2 separate regions of the Oryctolagus cuniculus genome follow, and region 1 is linked to region 2. The links are chromatin contacts, called in public Micro-C maps. All regions are on one chromosome and are shown on one strand. The core of a region is the stretch at or near the end of the contact, and the rest is flanking DNA. Distances in the headings are between cores, read along the strand shown. Region 1 holds the start of SIX4 (SIX homeobox 4). Region 2 holds the start of SLC38A6 (solute carrier family 38 member 6).

Region 1 (5,848 bases), core at 1,509-4,008, 250 kb before region 2:
GGGCGGGGGTACGGAGCTAATGGGCAGTGGGGGGGGGGTGGGGGAAGCGGGCGTAGGGGGCAGGGAGGAGCCGGACACGCCCGGCTCGGGAGCAGAGGCTGCAGGGCGCGGTGCCCGCCCCGGCCTGGCCGTCCCCGGGGCCGCGAGGATTCCGCCAGTGCCGGCGGCCTCCAGCGGGCGCTGGGGGCAGGTGGCCGGCGCACGCCGCGTGCCTCCTCCGGTCTCTGCAAGCCTGCGGCAGCGCGGACGCACGTCGCGGGGCGCCGTTTTGTTTTGGTTACCGCGGGGCCCGGCTCGGCCGGATCGGGGCAGAGGAGCGCCCGGGCGGCCAGGCCCCTGTGGGGGCGCAGGGGCAGGAGCAGCCGGCCGCGGAATGCGCCGGGCGATCACCTCCACCTGGCCCGGGCGGTCTCCGCGGCGCCCGGATTCCTTTCCTGAGGACCTTCCAGCTGCTTTGAGATTCCCTCTCTCCTTTGCTCGCGGGCCGGAGACGCCATCCCCTTACGGGATCTTTTCCTTATTTTACCTCGTCCGGACACACACATACACACACACACACTCTCATGGGTCTGACTCGGGAGAACCCACGAAATAGATAGGGAACCGGAGATTTTCTACCAGAAGGGAAAAAAAAAAATTTCTCCTAGTTAAAAAGTTCAAACTCGGCAAGGGTGGGCGCTCAAGGAGGCGCGGAGCCGCTGGCGCCCCCCTTCCCGCCGCCGGCCGACCGCAGCCTGCCCTCCCCACGCACCGTCCCGGGACCGAGCCCCGCAGCCCCGCCACCCCCGCGGCGCTGAAACCCGATCCCACGGAGGTCAGAATCAGGTTTCAAAACACGACGGAGCCCGGCGCACCAGCACCCCACGTTGCCGCCAGCCAGCGCCGCGAAGGGAACCACAGCGGGCAGAGTGAATGATTAACTCTGTCACATAAAAACCTCGACGTCCCCAGACCCCTTCCGGGCCGCCAGCCCTCGCGCCACCGCGGCCCGCGACCCACAGCTGTCGGTGGCTGGGTGCGGGGTGCAGGGAGGCGACCTCCGCCACAGGCCCGGGGGGCGGCCGAGTGCCCGGGACCCTGGAGCGTGCGCGCCCGCGCGCCGCACCCGACGCGACCCCGTGGAGGTGCAGCCCCCCGGGCCCGCGTCCCGACTTGCACACACACGCACACATGCACACGCTCCTCCCGCAGGGCCAGAACCGGGGAGAGAGAGAAGTGGCAACTTCAAAGCCGGCGGGAGCGGGGTGGGAAGCCGGGCAGCAGTGACCAGCCGAGGTGGGGGCGGGGACTGAGCCCTAGGCCGGCGACGAGAAACTTCTGGGGGCGGGAGGGGGAGGGGGAGGAAAGAGGCTCCCCCGCCCCCCTCGTCACCGCCGCCCCCCGCCCGCAGCCGGGGAGCGAGGTGGGGGGCGGGGAGAGGTGGGCAGCCGGACCCGGCTGGTGGGGAAGGTAAGCGCCATGTTTGCGAGCGCCGGGAGGAAAAAAGAAAGCTGGGAAGGGGGGTGGGGGAGCGGGAGGGGGAGGCGGAGGAAAGTTGGCGCTCACCTTTTGGACTGGGTCTCCGACGGGTTCCGGTCGCGCTGCCGGCGGTTCTTGAACCAGTTGCTGACCTGGGTGAGGGAGAGGCCGGTGATCTTGGCCAGGTGCCGCTTCTCGGCGGGCGAGGGGTAGCGATTCTGCTTGTAGAGCTCCTTGAGCGCGTTGCGCGACTTCTCCTTGAAACAATACACCGTCTCCTCGCCGTCCCAGATGGTGCGGGGCAGGGGGAATTTCCTGCGCAGCCGGTACTTGTCCACGGCGCCCAGCGGCCGGCCGCGGGCGCGCTCGGCCTCGGTGTAGCGCGCCTTGTACCAGAGCTGCTGCAGCAGCGGGTGGTTGGCCGACTCGAAGCTGTGGCTCTCCAGGATGCTGTAGAGCTCGGGGTAGATGCCCTGGTGGAAGGCCACGAGCGCCCGCGCCTTCAGCAGGCTCTCGTTGCCACGTAGCAGGTCGCTCTGGGGCAGGGACCACAGGAACCGGGCCAGGCGGTCCAGGTTGCCCCCCTGCTGCAGCGCCTCGCACACGCAGGCGACATGGTCGGGCGAGAAGGCCAGAGGGGTCTGCGCGCCCGCGGCGGTGGCGGTGGCGGCGGCGGCGGCGGCAGCGGCGGCGGCGGCAGCGGCGGCAGCAGCGGCGGCGGCGGCGGCGGCGTGGTGCCGGCCCAGAAGTTCCGAGTGGAGTTGTACCTGATCGGCCGCCGCTGCTCCGCTCGCCGCCGCCGCCGCCGCCGCCGCCCCTTCCTCTCCGCTCACCCCGGCGGCCGCGGCGTCCCCCGGCTCCAGAGGGAACGGCGCTGGAGCCGGGGGGGTGAGCCGCGCCGCCGCGCCCCCCGCCACTTCTCGGGGCGCCTCCTGCCCGTCCGAGGCGTTTTCCATCCCATTCTCCTGCTTGATGTCCGCCGCACTTGCGATCTGCCCGGTGGGGGAGGAAGAGGACATTTTTTTGTTGTTTATTTTCCTCCCTCCCTCACTCCCTCGCACTCTTTTCCTCTTTCTTTGCCCCTCTCTCCTTACTCCTCCTGCTGCGCCTCCCTCCCCCCTCCCCCCCTCCGGAAAGCCCACTCCCTCCCTCCCGGTTTCGGCTGGATCTGGCCGATCAGGTTTCCCCCCGGCCACGCAGTCACCATTAAGATAGCTGCTAGAGCAAAGTAGTGTAAACGGATAGCTGGTTTCTGCCGTTCCCCCAACGTGACTCCGCCGGTTGCTGCATACTATATGGCACTGCCGGCCCGGCCGCGCCGCCTCATTGGCTACTTCGCAGTCAGAGGGAGGAGGAGACACCGATTCTAGCCCTGTCGATCACCCGCCTCCCACTCCACCCCTCGCCTTTCCCTCTCCCCCTGACCCCCAGGCACCTATACCTGAAGGGAAACACCTACATTCTTCCCCGGCCCGCTCCCGGGCGCGGAGGATTGCCCTACCGCGGCCCGAGAGCCGGACGACTCTTCCCAGAGGGAGGCCCTGCCATTTTCCGGAGGGAGTCGGAGCATTGGGTGGCCTGGAGAGCTGGCCGGCCGAGTGCCTAACAAAGAGACCACGTCCCCGCATCTGGGCGACAACATTTCTGGGGACGGGGTGGAAGCTTCCTGGTTCTCTTCTCCCATCCCCTTCAGGAGGGGTTTTTGTATTCCAAGGGGTCAAGGAGAATGGCGCTTGGGAGTGAGTGTTCTAGAGGGCGAGCATTTACAGTAAATTAAAATCCCAAAGGAGGGAAAATGCTTGAACATCTTAAAATAAGCTATGGAAATAACTCACCTGACAAGGCCAAGAAAGGAAACCTTGAAAAAAAAATGTACTTAGCTTGGAGTCCCCTGGAGGGTGGCAGCTGGAGTGGGATGAGCAGGATATGACTAAGCGTATAGGATAGTAAACCATGAGTTTATCCTGGATAGGTAGTGGGGAAGAGAGCCACGCTTTTCCATAACTGGATGGGAACGTTAGTCTTCTGTAGGAATATTTTCCTTGTGCGCGCAGGCATGCTTCCTTGAAGATGATAGCCCTGGTGGCAGCACCATCTTTGTTTGGAGAGAGGCTGGTGGCACCAGGACCCCTTCCACGGCGGAGCCAGATGGAAGATAGATTGCCTTTCAGTCGGAGGCTGCGGTGCAGGGTACAGTCTGCTGCTGTTTGCAGCTCTGTCCTTCCTGCCGTGGCCTGGGGGTCCCTACCTCTCTGGTCACTGTGGGTCCGTTGGGTCGGAGCACTGCTGCTCTTTCTGAGAGCCCAGGGTTTTGATGACATCGTGCTAACCTTTTCTTCAGGGTGGCCTTGCATGGCTTCTGCTTTCCAACTCCCCAAAACTGCCTACTTCAGCGTGGAATAAGGCAGCTGCTGCTGTCACCTGCTGCCATGATCAGCTTCGTGAGGCTTTCTGTTTTGCTGTCGGGTTGCATTTTGTTGCTGGTCAGCCAAGATGTCACTTGAAGTAGCATTTAACCTGCTTTCGTATTACCTTGATATGATGAAGCTAGAAGTGACATCTCTGGTGGATATAAAATTCATAATCAAAGGAAAGATCACAGGTTTCTGCTCCACTGGAAACTCCCAGTTAGGTATCAAACCTTTAGGACATTATTTGAGATTCAGAACTTCTTTGAATTTTAAAAAATATTCTTTTTTTGTGGATTTTTTATTTACCAAAAAGTCACAGAAATAATACAGTTTCCATTTACCCTCCAGCTGCTTGCCCCTAATATTGACATCTTCCATTATAATGCTGCCTCTACTATTGTCTTCAGCCTTGTTTTTGGATTTCACCAGTGTTTCCGCTCATGTCCGTTTTCTGTTCAGTGATTCAATTTGATGTACCATATTGCATTGAGTTCCTTGAATTTTTAAAGCATGTTTATTAGAGCCAAGTAGACAGGAGCTGGTGTGGCTTAGTGGGGAGGATGTGGGTTTGGAGCATTGGCTAGCTAGCTGGAGGTTTAATCCCTAGCCCTGCCATTTATTAGCTCCTTGACTATAAAAAGCACACAGGGTTGTTGTGAGGATTAAATGAGATAAGATGTGCCAAAAAGCACCTGGTGCATAATTAATCCTGGGGAAATGTTTGTTATCTTCCTCCTGATAGTGCAAAGCAAGAGACTTTTCAGTTGCATATACCTAATAAAGACTCCTTTGGCTATATCATGGGGCTATCCAAGGTCAGGTCATAGGAGTCTGCTTCAGAATTATTATTAATCAAATGTAGTGCATGAACTTGGGAAGCCACATGATGGGCTTCTGCATACCCTCTGTGTGTTTGCTTTTAGAGCACCAAATTCAACATTACGCAGAAGTGGCAGTAGCCTCGGTGACCTCTGTAGCCCGTGGTTGCACTGGTATTCCGAAGCTCCAAAAGGAGATTCCTGTAGGACCAGAAGTTGAAATTTAACACCAGCCTCTGGGTTCCTTTAGGTGGCTGAGCCTCTGCCCTCATTCTGCCAGCAGTTCAAAGGGGACTCAAATGTGGTTGGCGACATTGATTGGAATGGAACAGCGGACTTGAGGGTGTTTGGACTCTGTCTCAGCACTGGTTTTACCCAATGATTTGTAAAATTGATGACGACTTGGCTTCTCCCTCCATGTTTGCCATGCTCTGAATATTGGGTCTGTTGTGCTGATAGGCAGTCTAAGCTGCGTTGTGACTGGGAAAACAGTTGAGGCTGGGATCCTGTGAGCATGAAGAACATCAGAAGAGGAAGCTGCTTGTTCCAGTGTCTTCCTTCCCGCCTAAGGATGCAGATAGGAGTACATGGACATCATTTGACATTTTACTGTATTAATGAAAAAACAGTTCAAAACAAAATGTTACGCTTTGAGTGAGTATATTTAATAGTTTTACTGCTCAGAATGGAGATTTCCTTTTTTAAGGCTGGGAGGTGGAAGGAAATCCATATGAGAATACCTTGGAGGAGAGGTCCTTTTAGAAAGCTTATGAACTGTTAGGCAAGTTAGGTTCTCAGGTCATCTTCCATCCATTGCTATGTAGTGATGTCTGATGATATGTAGTGAATATTTTCTGAAGGGTCATTCATTTGCCAAACATTTGTTAAATCCTGACGCAGTACAAGGTATGTCATTGGTTACCAACGGATGGAACCGAGGATCGTAGCTGGTCCCAAACTTAGGAGAGAGATGTTTTGACTTTATGATGGTATGGAGGTGATTCACACTCAGAACCCTGCTTCACATGTTGAATTTTGATCTCTCCCTGGGCTAGGGATGTGTGGTCTGAGCCTCTCCCTCCAGTTCTCAGTGAGCCCACAGTTGCCTGGGAAAACAGCGTGTGCCCTGCAGTGTGCTGTGTTAGGGTGCCTGAGGGCTTA
Region 2 (5,186 bases), core at 816-3,315:
TCGGGAAGCACGGCTCTCAAGATTTCTTCCGACTTAAAGTTTTCGTAAGTGAGTTCCAAATTATACTCCGCTATCTGAGGATGGACGTTTAGCTGCTTCAAAACACTGAGTTCTGCCTTCTCAAAGGAGTCGTGGCCAAGCACCTTGCGAGGATCCAGCAGGACCAACCTACTCTCGCCATCTGCTGGGTCCTCGATCACCCGCTTGACGCCTGGCCGCTGCAGTGCGACCCTCTTCAGGGCTCTCATCAATCTGTTGACTATTTCTTTCTTCACCTTAAGCACTGGTACAGCGACTGTCTTTTTAAAGGCTGACCTGTCAAGGTTTGTCATTCCTCGAACCTCAGGCGGTGGAGCAAACAATTCGGAGTCTTTCTCGGTGGTTTCCATCTCTGGCATGGTGCAGAACCGTTGTCTCGGATCCGACAAGACAATGCCAGGCGCTTCTCTAAGCTGCTGTGGCCATGACGTCCCAGCAAGCCAACCCAGCGACTCGGATCCAGTTAGCTTACGGCTTTCCGCTTTGAGAAGTCTCCCTGAGAATCCAAACCGCCTCAAAAAGACCCTTTAAAAAAAAAAAAAAGCGTTAACTTAAAAGACACCACAAAGCTACGAACACACACACACACACACACACACACACGATGGCTTTTGAGAATGAGAACCTAACTTGTGTTGGACACAGCCTGCGGAGTGCTGATGTGGACCACTGTCTTCCTGTCGTCTTTCCAGGAAAGGGTGATGTTTACGGTACACAACAAACTTGCATCTTCAACCCAGACAGGGCTTGGGGACATCAGCCCCGCTCTACTCCACGGACCTCTCCATCAGTTCTCTACACAATACATCTGGAATCGGAGGGCTGTGACTGGGGCCCAAGGGGCCATCTCCTAACGAAGTGGTCCCAGTATATGAAGACACCAGTGGCCATCTTTACTAGGACACTCTTCCAGGTGCTTACAGTATCACATGTTGTAAACACTGTGTCAGCCTTGGGCGGAATGTAGGTGTCACTTCATCATTTTATAAATCATAAACAAAAGCTCAGAAGTAGATAAATTAGGGGCTCCTTAGTGGTGCAGGGGGCAGCTGCATCCCATCCAGCTCCCTGCCAATGCGCCAGGGAAGGCAACGGGTGATGGCCCAGTACTTGGGCTCCTGCCACCCAGGCGCCACACCAGGACGGAGGTGCAGGCTCCTGGCTTTGGCCTGGCCCAGACTTAGCTTAAGCGGCTATTTGGTGAGTGAACCGTGGAGCGAAGACAAATCTTAAAAAAATAATAACTCAAAGTCTCATTGCTGATAAGCAGGAAGATTAGAACTCAGGTCTGGGGGCTGGCGCTGTGGTGCAGCCAAACTCCAACCTGCAGGGCAGGCATCCCACGTGGCCACTGGTTCGAGTCCCGCCTGCTCCACTTCCAATCCAGCTCCCTGCTAACGCACCTGGGAAGGCAGTGGAAGATGGCTAAAGTGCTTGGGCCCCTGCACCCACGTGGGCGGCCTGGAGGAAGCTCCTGGCTCCTGGTTTTGGCCAGGGCCCAGCCATGTGGGGAGTGAACCAGGGGATGGAAGATCTCTCTCTCTCTCTCTCCTCCTGTCTGTAACTCTGCCTTTCAAATAAATAAATAAAGCAAAGAAACCTCAGGTCTCGGGTTCCCATCTGTGACAAGTGACTTAGGACGAAGCCGACTCCTCACTACCCCTTCTCATTCGGCCCTAATTCGCGGGTGGCCGCCCCCGGACCACAAACCCCTTTGAACCGTCCAGGGCACTGCTGCCGCTACCGCCCCAACTGCGGGCGTCGCCCCGCTGCGGGCTCCGCCGCCAGCCCCTCACCTCATGCTCCAGCGCCGCTCGGAAATGGGTCGCGAGGGGCGGGGGGGACGGGGCTGGCCCTGATGACATCATCACTGTTCGCCGGGGACGGCGGTAGGCGTCATCAGATCCCGCCGACTCCCTCCGGTCTTCACTGCCCGGCTGAGGTACGGAAACCCGGAAGGGCCGGGCGCATGGCTCCGCCTCTAGCTGACCAGCGACGTGCGCGTCGGCCAGGGGTAGTGGCTCGCAGATGGAGTTGATAGTCGGCCCGACGGCGGCATGGAGGCGAGCCAGGGCAGCATCAACGCGGAGCGGGGCTGGTCCGTCTCTGCCCGGCAGCCTGAAGAGGCAGCGGCGGCGGAAGAGGCGAGCCCGTTGCTAAGCAACGTAAGTGGACGCCGCTGGGGCCGGGGCGCCGACGGACGCCGGGCTCCTGCAGGTGCGAGCCTCGGCCCCATCGGCCGAGCTCTGAGGGTGCTGGCTCGGGGGAGAAACGTGCCCTGGGAAAGCTGCCGGGAAGGTGCAGGCTCGAGGGGGAGCGACGCAGCCGAGCGGACGCGGGGGTCCCCGGGATTTCTGTTGCCTCCCTGCCGCTCCTTAGCGCCTTCGTCGCCCTCGCAGCCTCCTCCACCCGCCTTGCGAGGTCTTTGCAAGAGTCCCACGGTTTTCCTTGTGGCGACCTAGTCATCGAGGGGCTGTGGTCGTGTTACCGCGGAGATGCTCCGCCGCGAAGGGGTGGAGGTGGCACCAGCCCCTTCCCCGACCCTGCAGACGGAGCAGTGCGCACTCCGCCTGTGAACTCGAGCTCCTGGACTGTAATGCTCTCCAGGACTTTGCACCGGCTGCTGTTTGGCGGGAGGCGGTTTTCGGGGATACCCTGCTAGTTACTATAGATTCTCACGGCCAGGTGTTCCTTGACCACTCCTGGCAGCGCTCTGAGTTCGTTCAGTTTGCGCAGAGAGAGTAGTTTTTGCAGTCCTGGGATTTGGGAAGCAACAGTTGAAGGCAGCAGACCCACGCTGACTCAGAGACTCTTCGGGAATCACATGAGCTGAGGCCACATCCCTGCCCTGCCCCCATCGGCGCCCTCCCCCAGTCCTACGACCTGGTCTGCTGCGCTTGCAGCCGCAGGTTAGCCCTGGCTTTTCCGGAAGCCGGCCTGGCCTCTGTGCTGGTGGAGATGGTGTCCGGGGAACTGCAGATTCCTGGAGCCGGGAAGGAAAGGAGAGGAGACCTAAGCAGCTGGTGCGCCCCACAAAGCCGGGAAGCTGAGACCTGCGCGTCGCCATCCCAGCCTTGCCCCGCTGTTTGTGTCTTACAGGAACTGCGTCGACCGCGAGCCCCTGGTGTTTCCTTTGGCTTCTCAGTGTTTAACTTGATGAACGCCATCATGGGAAGTGGCATTCTCGGCTTAGCTTATGTTATGGCGAACACCGGGATCCTTGGGTTTAGGTGCGTCGTTTTGTTTTTTTCATATCTTACCATCACCTTTTTTTCCCTTTTAAATATTTATTTATTTATTTGAGAGGCAGAGTTACAGATGGAGACAGGGAGAGACACAGAGAGGAAGGTCTTCCATTGGCTGGCTTACTCCCCAGTTGGCCGCAATGGCCAGAGCTGGGCCGATCCGAAGCCAGGAGCCAGGAGCTTCTTCTGGGTCTCCCATGTGGGTGCAGGGGCCCAAGCTCTTAGGCCATCTTCCACTGCTTTCCCTGGTGTATTAGCAGAGAGCTGGATGGGAAGTGGAGCAGCGAGGACTCCAGCCAGCCCGAGCACTACCAGTGGAGGCTTAACTTACTATGCTGCAGAGCTGGTCCTCACCTTTTTTTTTTTTTTATAGTACACTGAGAAGCAAAGAGGTAGCTTCCGCAAGCCGCTGTTATCCTAGCTCTAGTTAAATTATTTCTGGGGTTTTAGTGTTTTTCTTGCTACTCCTATCTTTTTGCTAATCCATAGCTTCTAGAGATAGATGCTAGTTTGTGTTTTTAAATATCCAAATGTGTGGCTTGTTTTTAAAAGTGTGAGCTTGGGGTCCGTGTTGTGGCACAGCAGGTTTAAGCCAACGCCTGTAGTACCGGCATACCATATGAGCGGTGGTTCAAGTCCTGGCTGCTCCACTTCCAATCCAGCTCTCTGCTATGGCCTGGGAAAGTAGTGAAGGATGGCCCAAGTGCTTGGGCCCCTGCACCCATATGGGAGAATTAGATGAAGCTCTTGGCTCCTGTCTTCAGCCTGGCCCAGCCCAGGCCGCTGTGGAGTGAACCATCGGACAGAAGATTCTCTCTCTCTTTCCTTCCGTCTCTCCCTTTCTCTCTGTAACTGCCTTTCAAATAAATATTTAAAAAAAAAAAAAGAGTGAATTTGATCCACACTCATTTATAACCTTAAGAAGTGGCTTATTGGGGTAGCTGTTGTGGTGTAGCAGGTTAAGCCACTGCTTAGGGAACCCAGATAGTATTAAAGTGCCTGGTTTGAGTCCTGGCTACTTTGCTTCAAATCCAGCTTCCTGCTGATATGCCTGGGAGGCAGGCAGCTGATGATGGCCCAAGTACTTGACTTCACGTTACCCACGTGGGAGACCTGGACAGAGTTCCTGGCTCCTGGCTTGGGCCTAGTCCAGCCTCACTGTTACAGACACGGGGGAGTGGACCAGCAGATAGAATATACCCCTGCCTCTCTGTACCTTTCAAGTAAATAAGTAAATCTTTAAAAAACAAAGATTTGCCAAAAATGAATAGTTTGTCAGCAGTGCAGATTGCTTCCAGGTAGCGACTTTGCGCATGAACTTTTCGTTCCTGGCCATCTCCTCCTCGCCCTCTGTTGTTAGGACGTTTGTTAACTCTGAGGCCAGGCTTGCGCTGTGAGACTGTTCCTTGGCATCTTTCAAGACAGAGTGGCAGGCTAGTTTGCCCCAAACAGAAGACATTCCTGTGCTCCCAGCATTTGTATCTTCATCTTGTGACTGTAAGGTGTTACAGTGGTTTGCTTTCAGGTGAATCTTCCCACTGAGCCTGGAATCCTTTAGAACTCGTCCTTATCCTTAGCGTCTGCAACTGTTGCCAATGGAACGGAACCATGGCGAATGGAACGGATACACGTTTGTTTTGTTTGTCAATACGAAGCAGACTTGTTTTACTACGAAATTTACAATATATACTAGAAAGTCTCATTTAGGTTTATTTCCTGCTTTTCTTCCAGTTTTCTTGATAAGCAAGTGAATCTGATCCTGTCGACAAACTGTCATTTAAAATTAAAAGTTTAAGCAAGACATAATCAGAGGACTTATTTTTTTGTTTCGTCTCCTTTGAAGAATAGTGTTGTATAAGTCAGGGCCTTCCACGCAGGTGCATAGCGCTGACCACGTACTCA

The links. Hi-C and Micro-C count contacts between places; a contact is called where the count stands out from the background.
Region 1: a Micro-C map of ear pinna shows a contact between it and region 2, with 3 times the contacts expected there. The contact joins the promoter of SIX4 here to the promoter of SLC38A6 in region 2. A contact is called at or near these places in 4 of 6 Hi-C or Micro-C datasets (ear pinna, psoas muscle, skin fibroblasts and 1 more).

What each region holds. Positions count from the first base shown.
Region 1 is chr20:9,846,409-9,852,256 of mOryCun1.1, reverse strand. It overlaps SIX4 (SIX homeobox 4), which reads right to left and starts at 2,758. Exons shown (of 4, transcript XM_070065070.1): 1 at 2,663-2,758; 2 at 1,546-2,450. The coding sequence starts at 2,665. It overlaps LOC108178647 (a long non-coding RNA gene), which reads left to right and starts at 1,186. Exons shown (of 4, transcript XR_011384850.1): 1 at 1,186-1,449; 2 at 5,147-5,341.
Region 2 is chr20:9,600,197-9,605,382 of mOryCun1.1, reverse strand. It overlaps SLC38A6 (solute carrier family 38 member 6), which reads left to right and starts at 2,065. Exons shown (of 17, transcript XM_017349424.3): 1 at 2,065-2,204; 2 at 3,139-3,269. The coding sequence starts at 3,236. TRMT5 (tRNA methyltransferase 5) reads right to left here and starts at 1,993. Exons shown (of 5, transcript XM_008271876.4): 1 at 1,836-1,993; 2 at 1-564. The coding sequence starts at 1,840.